4 separate regions of the Mus musculus genome follow, and regions 1, 2 and 3 are each linked to region 4. A link is a contact called in public promoter capture Hi-C data. All regions are on one chromosome and are shown on one strand. Each heading gives the region's core, a stretch centred on a gene start, on an enhancer-like site or on the middle of the called end of the contact. The rest is flanking DNA. Distances are from core to core; before and after follow the strand shown. Region 1 holds the start of Metrn (meteorin, glial cell differentiation regulator). Region 2 holds the start of Mettl26 (methyltransferase like 26). Region 3 holds the start of Rab40c (Rab40C, member RAS oncogene family). Region 4 holds the start of Tead3 (TEA domain family member 3).

The links. Promoter capture Hi-C pulls out the DNA fragments that hold promoters and counts their contacts.
Region 1: a contact with region 4 is called in a promoter capture Hi-C map of cranial neural crest. The contact joins the promoter of Metrn here to the promoter of Tead3 in region 4. A contact is called at or near these places in 2 of 39 promoter capture datasets (cranial neural crest and liver).
Region 2: a promoter capture Hi-C map of liver shows a contact between it and region 4, with 2.5 times the contacts expected there. The contact joins the promoter of Mettl26 here to the promoter of Tead3 in region 4. A contact is called at or near these places in 1 of 39 promoter capture datasets (liver) and 1 of 9 other capture datasets (liver).
Region 3: a promoter capture Hi-C map of liver shows a contact between it and region 4, with 2.3 times the contacts expected there. The contact joins the promoter of Rab40c here to the promoter of Tead3 in region 4.

Annotation. Positions count from the first base shown.
Region 1 is chr17:25,795,642-25,798,469 of GRCm38.p6, forward strand. It overlaps Metrn (meteorin, glial cell differentiation regulator), which reads right to left and starts at 1,404. Exons shown (of 4, transcript NM_133719.2): 1 at 1,224-1,404; 2 at 600-1,000. The coding sequence starts at 1,321.
Region 2 is chr17:25,874,103-25,876,891 of GRCm38.p6, forward strand. It overlaps Mettl26 (methyltransferase like 26), which reads left to right and starts at 1,398. Exons shown (of 6, transcript NM_026686.2): 1 at 1,398-1,624; 2 at 1,858-2,020; 3 at 2,118-2,177; 4 at 2,393-2,460; 5 at 2,559-2,637. The coding sequence starts at 1,428. It overlaps n-TGccc7 (a tRNA gene), which reads left to right and starts at 986; the gene lies at 986-1,056.
Region 3 is chr17:25,918,400-25,921,152 of GRCm38.p6, forward strand. Rab40c (Rab40C, member RAS oncogene family) reads right to left here and starts at 1,315. Exons shown (of 7, transcript NM_139154.2): 1 at 1,253-1,315; 2 at 966-1,150. The coding sequence starts at 1,107.
Region 4 is chr17:28,349,453-28,352,152 of GRCm38.p6, forward strand. Tead3 (TEA domain family member 3) reads right to left here and starts at 1,353. Exons shown (of 13, transcript NM_011566.4): 1 at 1,157-1,353. It overlaps Tulp1 (tubby like protein 1), which reads right to left. Exons shown (of 15, transcript NM_021478.2): 15 at 2,063-2,550. The coding sequence ends at 2,417.

The DNA of each region.
Region 1 (2,828 bases), core at 154-2,653, 2.6 Mb before region 4:
CACTGGGAAACGTTCTGTGACCTCCCAGCTCTAGCTAGGGATATTCTAGTGGACTCCAGTTCGGGGGGGTCTCTAGCTAGGGCAGAACAGTCAGAGAGCCATTCATTCCCTGCAGGGTCAGGCTACAAGTTCCAGAAGAGCAAAGCACTGGGCCTGGTGCCCTGCAGGGAGGCAGGGCAGGCAGTCTCCATGGTGACGAAGAGGCACACTGGACTTTTGTTGGCTGGGCTTGGGGGGAGGGGAAGGAGGTCACCACCAGGCCAGGGAGCCCTGGACAGCCTTGGCCATAGGCTTTGATTCTGCCTCAGCTTAACCCTTCCCCCAATCCTTCAGAAACCAGAGACCCAGGGCTGGCCTCTCGGGCATTTGCCCCCTCCTGCTCTTTTCCTAAACCGAATCTTTTAAGAGGAGGAGGAGAGAAAGGCGGGGGCACTTCCAACTCACCTCCTTACGACCTGGAAGCCACTATGCTCTCCACCGGAGTGGCCTCTGTCAAGCTACAGAAGGACTCTCCATGCAATGGGGTGGCAAGGCCCAGTCCCATCAGGTCAGTGTGGAGGGCCAATTTCTGACACCCAGCCAGTCTCATAATCACTCACCATCCACACCAAGACCTTGAGCCTGGGGAGACATTTCTGCACGTTGGTCCTCGTGCAGTTCAAAACGGAAGGCAGCAACTCTGCGGCTGATGTCGCGGTGTGGTGTGGCCTGCAGGAAAAGGGCTCGGCGCTCGCGGGGACCCCAGCGCATGCAGCGGCCCCCAGCCAGGTCCGGGCCCTCGGCCAGTAGCAACTCTAGATTGCCGGTCATACGTTCAGCGAAGACCTGGGCACCAGCGAAGGGCCGCTCTGGGCGCAGACAGACGATGCTGGGCCGTGTGCCCGGATCGGGGCCGCCCAGGGTCAGGCGCAGCGCCCCAGCTGGGTACAGCCACTCGATAGCGCCCTCAGTACAGTCCAGGGTCAGCTGCCCCACGCTGCCAGGCTCCTGGGTCAAACCGCTGGGGACAGGACGGTGGTTCTCAGGTGGGTGACCCTCGTTCCCTAGCCCGCTCATCCCTTTTCCCGCGGCTACCAACATCTGCTTCTACTCTGTGTAACAGGACATTGAAGTCTGCGTTTCCTCAGTTCCAAGTGGGAGGGAACCCTCCAACCCAAGAAGTAAATAAAATAAAATAAATAAATAAATAAACCCACAACCCTCCCCGCAGTCCCTCCTGGTACCTGCCCCTCCAGCTGCAGCGGTCTTCCGAGTAGCCAGCGTGAGCGGACGCGGCCAGGAGGCCGCAACAGAGCGCGCAAAGAAGCGTGGCTACCAGCATGGTTAGGGGACGCGCCGGGGCCTCGGACTGCTGCCCCGGGAGGGTCGGGGCCGCAGCGCGAGCAGCCCGCGGCGCGGCTGCCCGGCCCGGCGCGTCCCCACAACCGGCGACCCCTCGCCGCTGCCCCCTCTGAGCTCCGGGGCTAGGGGGCGGGGCCTTTGCTCTCGGACCAATCGCCACAAGCCGCAGAACTTTCCTCCAATTGCAGCACCCTCGAGGGGGTGGGGCGGGCTCAAGGCGGGAGCTCGGTCCAAGGCAGGGTTGATGTAGAAAGCGCTCCTGTTTCCCCATTTGGAGATCCCCAATAGGAACGTTTGGTGGGTTGGTGGGGTTCGCTGTCGACTGGAATCTGGAAGGCTGTCCACCCCTTACCTTCAGTGGACCTCGGGGCAGTGGGACTTTGTAAGAGAAGTAGTAGAGTCTGCAGCCAAAATCTGAACACTGGTATCCTGCTGCTGGTACTTAAGGAAAAGAGATTAAAACCCCTGTGTTACTGCATCTCATAAGGGAGGGTACAGAGGGCCTGGAGCATGGAGCTAGGCCAAACCTTCGGTTTGGGGAAAAGAAAGAATACTGGCTAGGTCTGGAAGGAGTAGCGTGGGTAGTGTGGATCTCCTTCTGCCACCATACATTCTCAGACCTAACTACACACTCCTCCAATGTTAAATGGATACTAAGAAAAAAATGAGGCGTTCTAGAGGACCTGCCTAGGGACCCACCTGACTGACAAAGCCTGGTAGTCTGCCGGTGCCAAAGTACAGGCCATTCCTACAGTCAAGATCAACCGAAAGGGAATCAGAAAGATATCCCAGGCAGCCTGAGGATGTAGCTAGGTTATAGAGCACCTACCACACAGGCATACACCCCTGGCTTTGATCTTTAAAATAATGTTAAACTGAGAGTGTAGTGGGTCTTGCCTGTAATCCCAGCGGGCAGGAAGTAAAGGAAGCAGCTCAGATGTTCAAGGGCATCCTTGGCTCCATAGTGAATTCAAGGACAGTGTGGGCTACATGAGAACCTCTTTTTTTTGTTTTGTTTTGTTTGTTGTTCATTTTTAAAAAAATATTTTTATTAGATATTTTCTTTATTTACATTTCAAATGTTATCCCCTTTCCTGGTTTCCCCTCTGAAAATCCCCTATCCCCCCCCCCCCGAGAACCTCTTAAAATAAAATAGAGCCACTGTGAAACCCCCCAATGGGGAAGAGCTTCCTTGGAGCAGCTTGTCCTTTGGATCTGACCGAAGGGAGGGTGGAGGAGATGGAAAATAGAAGAAGAACCTTGGCAGGTCCCCAAGGATCTCTCTCTCTCTCTCTCTCTCTCTCTCTCTCTCTCTCTCCCACCCCCAGGGCTCTGTTTCTGGATCCTCCAGGTTCCGAGTGAAACCCTTCCGGTTGGCCTGGACCTGCGCTCAGAGACAGATGAGATCCAGTGATCCCACTGGCAATCTGGGGAGGAGCTTCAAACACTGACTACTTTCTCCTTGCCTCCCAGGCCCTCTTTGACCA
Region 2 (2,789 bases), core at 148-2,647, 2.5 Mb before region 4:
CGAATAATCTATGGGAAAAGCAAGCCAGGTATGCAGAGGCTGAGGCTGTAAAAGGGAGAGTCTGACTCAGGTCCAGTCAAGGTCACTACCAATGTCAGACATCCATAACCATCTGTCAGGGGCTGCTCAGAGTGGGTGAGGGGTTGGACTTCAGGACTTTCCCCGAGTCTGGACTGATAACTTTTCAGAGGCATTTCTAGAGTGGCCACCCTATATCTCATCCTTGGGCCATGTCACTCACATAGTTTAACAGTTTGACTACACTCACACCCCTGGTCACTCCGGCTGAATAGACACCTCAAACACAGCCCCAAGCAGGAGCCATGTTTAACCCTGAGCTCCATGATGTAGTATGGGGCAGAGTAGCCCACGCAACCTTTGAACTAACTGTTGGCAATCAAGCGTGAACGTCTCGGACATTTTCTAAAATCCAGCCCCTGTGAGAAATGAACCACTTCAAACCACACAAAGGTGAGAATCAGAGAAGTACCCTTGTCCGTGCACTTGTCGCTTCGAATTTCATTTCAATAGTCACTGACCGCCTCCTGCTATCTATCCGTGGACCTCGAGCTAATGCCAGCCGTCTCAGCGTCACACAAAGCTCATCTGAGCCCAAAGTGTCCCAGACCCGAGGATTCCTGCATCTGGGTTCCCCAAGCTCCATTCTGTTACCGCCCATGCCCACAAGGCTTGGCTTGTTGAACCTCAGGACCTGAGCGCGACCTCAGGCTTCCAAGAGATCGCGACCGCTATGGTTTCCATGGCGCAGAACCAAATCCTGTCTATAAATCTCACGGTACCCACATTTTCTCCTTTCCCTTGGACGACAGCAACAACACTTTGGGATCTGGTGGGATATGTTGTTCTGCAAACGCTTGCCAATAGAGAAACGGAGCGCAACAGAAAAGACACAGGCATAATGCTGTTACATTAACATGCTTGCGTCACAATTCGTATGCCCTACGGACTGCAGTCTCGCTCAACAGCGCCGCTGGTGTAGTGGTATCATGCAAGATTCCCATTCTTGCGACCCGGGTTCGATTCCCGGGCGGCGCATGTTCTTTTTATTTTCCCGTTCATCTCTGAAAAGGAAGGATGCCTTGCAATCTTAAACACCATTCCAAAAAAGGTGAGGCGCAAACGCAACAAATGAGCTTTTAAACAAATACAGCTGAAAGACTCCAGGAAACCATAGCCTCTACTCGAGCCTTGTTCCTTGTCCGAAGTCACCGCTAAATCCCGGCCGCCGGAATCAGTTTCCCGCAGATGCAAACCCTTTTAGGAGTTGAGAGGCCTCCTAACAGTTATACTGTTGCAAGCGGCTGGCCCTTTCGACCACAACTCCCGTAGTGCCCCGCGCAGGAGCTGGACCACAGCTCCCGTGGTGCCCCGCGCGCATTCTGGCTGGGGCTGGCCGCACCGCTGCGATGATGATGGCTGCGGCTGCTGAGAGAAACAAGGAGCCCATCCTGTCCGTACTCCGCCAGTATGTGGATCCTGCCCAGCGCTGTGTTCGCGTGCTCGAGGTGGCCTCGGGCTCTGGACAGCACGCGGCACACTTTGCACAGGCCTTCCCGAATGCCGAGTGGCAGCCGTCGGACGTGGACCAACGCTGCCTGGACAGGTGCGGCGGCGCGGTGTCTTTCCCTTGCGGCCGCTTGGGGCTGAGTGAACGGCGGGGCTGGCAGACCGGAAATCAGGACAGGCCTAGGTTTGGGTGCCAGACTGAGGTAGTAGAAGCAATGGGCTGTAGGGTCGACAAAGATACCCGCTTGCTGCTCCTCAGGACTTTCCCCCCACACCCCGATCACTGAGGGGCCTCGTCAGCCCTTGCCCATGCGCTGCTGCTCTCCACAGCATTGCCGCCACCACCCGAGCCCAAGGGTTGTCCAATGTGAAGGCTCCGCTGTACCTGGACGTGACCTGGGAGTGGGAGCAATGGGGCGGCATCCCACCCCGATCGCTGGACCTGTTGCTCTGCATCAATATGATCCACATCAGCCCCCTGAACTGCACAGAGGTGGGGACCACTGTGGAGCCCAGCTTTCACGTTGCAAAGAGGAAAGCATGAGTCTCCAGCTCCCGGCTTACTGTGCCCTACTTGCCTTCCTCTGCAGGGGCTCTTTAGAGCAGCAGGACACCTGCTCAAAACCAAGGCTGTGCTGATCACCTACGGGGTGAGTGACCCTACCTTAAGACACCCCTATCAGCCTTGGGTGTTTCCCCACTCTTGAAGCCCAGGGCCCGGGACCTAGCTAGCCCTTTTCCTTCTTGAGTGCAGAAAAAAGTTATTCTTTCTATACTCCTATGGAAAGAACTCCATCCTATCCTGCAAACTAGCTGTGTGGGAACGACTGACTTTGGGCCTATGTATTGTGTCTTGTTCTCACAGCCCTATGCCGTCAATGGGAAGATCTCTCCCCAGAGCAACGTGGACTTTGACCTGACCCTCAGATGCAGGTCAGATCTGGCTAGGAGGTAGCTTGGCTCAGAGAGAGGGTAGGCGGGATCATAACCTCAACTCTGCAAATGCCTTCTACCTTCCTCCCCAACTGCAGGAACCCAGAGTGGGGGCTTCGTGACACAGTCCTTCTGGAGGAACTAGGCCAGGCCAGTGGCTTGGTCCTGGAGAGGATGGTAGGCAGGGCGATGTGGGGGTGGGGAGCCTCCCTGTGATTAAGAGTCACTCCAGCCTGGCATGGTGGCGCACGCCTGTAATCCCAGCACTTGGGAGGCAGAGTGAGTTCCAGGACAGCCAAGGCTACACAGAGAAACCCTGTCTCGAAAAA
Region 3 (2,753 bases), core at 65-2,564, 2.4 Mb before region 4:
TTTCTGAAGCCAAGCCCAGCCCTTCCCACACTCCCCCATTGGAAAGGTAACCCCCCAAAGCCTTTCTGAGCAGGGCTGTCACCCTGGGACGCCCAGTTAAATACCAGTCAAGGCTGCCTGGCTGTGCAGAGGTCTTTTCACATACCCTGCAAAGTAAAACCATGACTCTTCCTTTCCTGCGCTGAAGATGCCTGCTGTGAACTGAAGCTGAGAGGTGCTTGGGGAGGACTTACAGAGAAGATCCAGCGCTACTGTTCAAAAGGAAGGGTCCTCCACTGATGTCCTGGCAGTCATCACCCTTGACAAGTCCTAACTGCTAAGAGTGGTAGATGTCTTACCTACACACTCAGCTGTTATTTACCAGACCGCCAGTACTCAGAGCAGTAAGACAGGGCTAACAAGACCCCAGAGAATGAAGTAAAAAAGCAGAGTAAAAGGGACTCGGGAAGCGACCAGGAAGGTAGAATTAGTCCAGTGATATAAGATGACAGGCCCACTGCACATTAATTCCTCCGGAGTCAGCAGCCCCTGTGATCCAATCCCACCCACTGTTAGCTACGATTTTACCTTAAATATCTAAATTAAGAGGCAAGCTCAGGCAAGTGCCAGTGATGCAATCTACCTTGTGTATTTTTTGCCATGCACCCGGAAGTTAACAAAAATCACATCGCAGCAGACCTATTTTCTCCCTGCACAGGGTGCGGTGTCTCTGAGCAAACCCCTCCGGCGGCAGTGCGGTGAGCACCGGGCCCGTCGTGCGGTATCTGCCGCGCGGCCCATTCCAGGCCCTAATGGACTCCAAAGACCTGCTGCTGTGACTTCTTAGTAGCCACCAGGACCCGCGCCCGCTTGCCGACGGCTCCTCAAGGCAGGGCCAGAGGATACCGCAGCGACACGCGCAGAGGCCGCCCGCTCCCGCGACAGGCCGCTCCCACCTCGCGCGCCCACAGCCAACCCCGGCCTACCGTTGCTGTAGGCGTACGGGGATTCAGCTGCGCCGTCCTGAAGGCTCTCCAGGATCTCGCCTTTGCCCACGTCGCTGTCGCCCACCAGCAGGAACTTGAGCAGGTAATCGTAGCTCTTCACTGGACTGCCCTGGGTGCCCATCCTCCCGCCCGCCGCACCGCGGCCCACGGCACCGCCGCCAGACCTGCGGGCGAAGGCTGGTGAGCGGCCGTGCGGTCAGGACGCTGATGCTCCCGCCCGCTGGCCACCGCCCCCAGTGCACCCGCCCCGCTGCCGCCAGCTTCACCTCAGCCTCCTAGCCGCCGCCGCCGCCGCTGCCGCCGCCGCCACCCGCCGCTTCCCGCACGGCACCGCGCAGCCCCGCAGCCCCGCCCCCGGATGCGCCGCCGCCATTGGCCACCCTCCGCCGGCCCTCTCCGGGCCATTGGCCTGGCAGCCTGGCCGTCACGGTCGCCCCGCCCCCACGTCGCCCCACACAAGGTGCCGCCCAGCCCACGGTCGCCCCGCCCTGCCCACTCGCCACTGCTACTGGCCCGCTGCCACCCTCTTTCTCACTTCTGTTGGTCTACATGCTTGTCTATCACTGAAGTCCCGTCCCCGCTATTTCGTACACAGTGTTGCTGAGGCTGGCGTTTTTCCCCGCCTCCTCGCTGTGACCATTGGCTACTTCCCACTGATTTTCCGAAATCATTGGTTGCTCTTGCATGTCCATCCCAACCCCTACTGCTTCCTGCAGGATGCCTCAGAGCCATAGTAGCCGGGCACCGACCTGCAACATCCTGGCCTCCCGCCCCCTCGTCATCACCATTGGCTACTACTGCTAAGGCATTTGTGCCATCTAACATCGATCATAACCTCCTAGGCCCACCCCTTTCCTAATTCGGGCCAATCAAGAGTCAAACATTACACAAGTCTACCCTTCCCCCCTCGTGGACAAGCGGAAGGGTAGAGATAACTCCTGCTTCAGCTGAGTCCCGGGAGGAGGGTGTTGGAAGGGGGCAGGTTATCTATCAAGCTGCGTTGGCCGGCCGCTCTCACAGAGACCCAGAAGGGAAGTAACAAAGTTCGTCGTACACTGTGGGGCTCGCCTTCCCTGAGGGCAGGGCGGGGACAGCCACTTAGTGTTCGCCCTGGAGGGGCAAGCCTCTCTCCCTTGTGGGCTGTTCCAAGGGGTGGGACTTCCTCCTGGCTGCGGAGTGGGCGGGGCCGCTACTGAGTGTTTTGGCACAAGGATGGCGGCTGAAGTCCACCTCTGAGCTGTCTCTTGTGGGGGACATCCTTCCCAAAGCGGATCCTGAGGGCTTGGACCAGCGACTGAGCAGCGTTGGCCCGGTGAACTCCAGGATGGGCAACGCATTGCATGTGCACACTCGGTCGGCCAGCTCCAAGGCTGGAGGGCCACGGACAGCGTTCTTGGTTAAGAGTGCATTCACAAGTCACATAAATAGCAAAAAATTTAAAACGTAAAACATAAGCCGGGCGTGGTGGCGCTCGCCTTTAATTCCAGCACTCGGAAGGCAGAGGCAGGCGAATTTCTGAGTTCGAAGCCAGCCTGGTCTACAGGGTGAGTTCCAGGACAGCCAGGGCTATACAGAGAAACCCTGTCTCAAAAACCCAAAACCAAACCAAACCAAACAAAAAACAAAAAAAACCGTAAACATAGATTGGGACCAACGCTCTTGCACTGTAAGCCTAACAGTATGAGTTCGATCTCCCTCCGGTGACTGACCATCTGTAATCTCCATCTAGCTCCGGCTCCTATAATAAGAAAGAAAGGAAGTAAAGAT
Region 4 (2,700 bases), core at 103-2,602:
TAGTCCTTACACCTTCAACTAATAGCTGCTTTCCCTCCTGGCAGCAGCCCGCAGCTGGTTGTGAGTGTAGGGGTGTCCCAGACCCCAGCACTGAGGCAAAACCCTGTGTGTACAGATCCAGGCTACGAGAGTTCAAATACACGGAGCCACCATGGACACCAGTCCCTCAAAGCTGTGTCCAGCCCCCACCGCCATCCTCCGGGCTAGGCTACAAGTCCAGGCCTGACTTGGTTCTGCCCCTACCTGGAGAGAGCTCGAGATACAGAGAGAGGGACACAGGCCCTGAGAAGCCCGGCCCTAGGCTTCGTTCGTTCCCTCTTGCTCTTTAAAAAACTAAGCCCTCAATCAGGGCCCCTGTTGGGGGGGGGGGGGGGGGCGGGTAGAGTAGGGGCTAAAGTGACACTGCCCCGAAGGCCTGCTGGGGCTAGAAAACAGACCCACATCAGCGCTCCAGCCTCCCTTCCCAGGCAGGAATAAAGACGTGACAGACAATGGAGAGGACCCGAGTGGGAAGGGAAGCCCTGTCGCCCACAATTGCCTTAACAAGTTCTCCGGAGAAGTGCGGGGAAGGCCCCAAATCCAGCCGCGTCCCGAGCGAGGCTCCTGGAGCAAGGAGCTGGGACTCGCCCCGAGGCGGGCGGCAGAACTGTAGGGGACAGGCGTCCCCCCACGCCTTTGGGTGCGCACACGCTCCGGGCTCACACTGTGGCTTCCAGACACCCGGGCCGGGTCCCAGCGCAGCCGCGAGCAGCGCGCACACCGGCGCGCCCTGGCTAAGGCCTGCGTGGAGCCCGGGGCTCGCGGGCTCTCGGGAGTCCAAAGGGCGCCCCGGATACGAGTCCCGGCGCAGGCCTTCCAAGCCCGCGGCTCTGGGCGCACACCCCGGCACACGGCGGGGCCAGGCCCGGGCACCCGGGACACTCCGGGCTTCCCAGCCTCCGGGTCGCGGGGGGGTGGGGTGGGTGGGCGGGGCTTCCCGGAGAGCGTCTCCCCCCTTCCCTCCAAAGTTCCCGGCACCCAGGTCCTGGGCTCCGGCGCGGGCTGGACAATAGCTCAGAACCCCTAGAGTGTCCCGGGTCCCCGCCATCCAGAAGCCACCCGAGCAGAGCAGTCACCTCTGCGCGCGAGGCCTCCGAGTTGCATTCCCCGGGCTTACCTGCTCCGAGCTCCGGGGGGCGCTCCGCCGGGCCGCTCCGCCGGGCCCGAGGGAGTAGTGAGGGGGGCCGGGAAGGGGGGTCGTGGGCAGGGGGATGGCCGGAATGTACGGAATGAGCCCGGCCGGAGCGGGAGGTGCTGGGCGCGGAGGAGGGAGCGAGCGGGACGGAAAGTTTGTGTTGAGGGAGCCGGGCGGGGGGTGGGGGCTGCGGGCGGGAGGGGCGGGACCGGTAGGCGGGGCCAACGGCGGGCGGGCCCACGGGTGGGCGGTGCTATTTGGGGGGAGTGATCTAAGGCGGGCCGGGGCCTGCTGTCTCTCTAACCACCCAGTCCCAAGAACGCCCGTAGCTGTGGATTCACACTCCCGCGCACCCCATTCCTCGCTCGTCGTCTCAGAGTTCCCACCTCCCCTACACAACCCCCTTGTGGGTACTCCGCTGAATCTAGAGGGATCAGGTCTGGGGCGGAGCCAAGAGGAGAGCTCTGCCCCCTAGGCTGAACTCCTTGGAGGTGTTTAGGGTCCTGGGGAGCCGCGTCCTCCGCATCCAAATGACCCGAGCGCGCACGGGGTCTCGGGCTCCCCACCCTTCTACTCGGGTCCCGGGCAGCCCAGGCCTCTGCAGCTCCCCTCCCGCCCAGAGCCCGCCCCCCACTCCGGGGCCTCAGACTTGGCTCCGCCCTGCCCGGACCCGGTTTGTCTGGTTCTCCCCGAGTGGCTTGTTTCTCGAATTTCTCCCTTTCTCCCTCTTCCTCTACCTCTAGGGCCCTCCCTCTCCTCCCTACTGGCGGAGAGTCGGGGGCCCGGACCCTGTGCGCTTGACGAGGTTCCATAGAACAGAAGGGGACGCGGGAGCGCGGGGCCAACGCAGGCACCTGAGTTTACACACATGAATCCAGAAACTACCGATGCGTTCAGCCTCGGACGTGACTTTATTGGGGATGTGGGTCCCTGGCTCTGCTTCACCATCGTCCCCTCCCCACCCCCTACAAACCCCCCAGCGCGGGGTCGGAGGGGCCTCGAACATCTGACTCCGGCTCTCTGACAGGAAGTGACTGGGGAGGAGGGGGCGAGGCAAGTACTTTTGGGCGACCAGATGTTCATCTCCATCCCCTCTGCCTCAGCCGGTGCCAGGCTGGGGGAGTGGAGGGGGGAAATGCCCGGAGGTCACGGAGAGGGGTGAGCCCTTCCATGGGAGCTGTGGGGGAGGGACCTTGCCACCCCCAACCGAATGCTTTCCCAGCGCTGAGGAGCTGTGGGGGGTCACTCGCAGGCCAGCTTCCCGTCGAAGCTGGAGAGGGCGATGGCGAAGGCCTGCAGAGCACACAGCGGGTACCGGTAGTCTAGGGTGAAGGCGTCCTCAGCCACGCGGCCGAACTGCAGCACTATATAGTCAGCTGTGAAGACAGACCGTGGGGTGACCTTGGACCCCATCTCGACAGGCAACCCCTCAACAAAACGAGGTCTTGCTCCTTGATGTGGAGTCATAGCCCCCATGCAGCTTCAGGCCACCTTCCCCGTTCTGGGTCATCCAATCAGCCCAACCC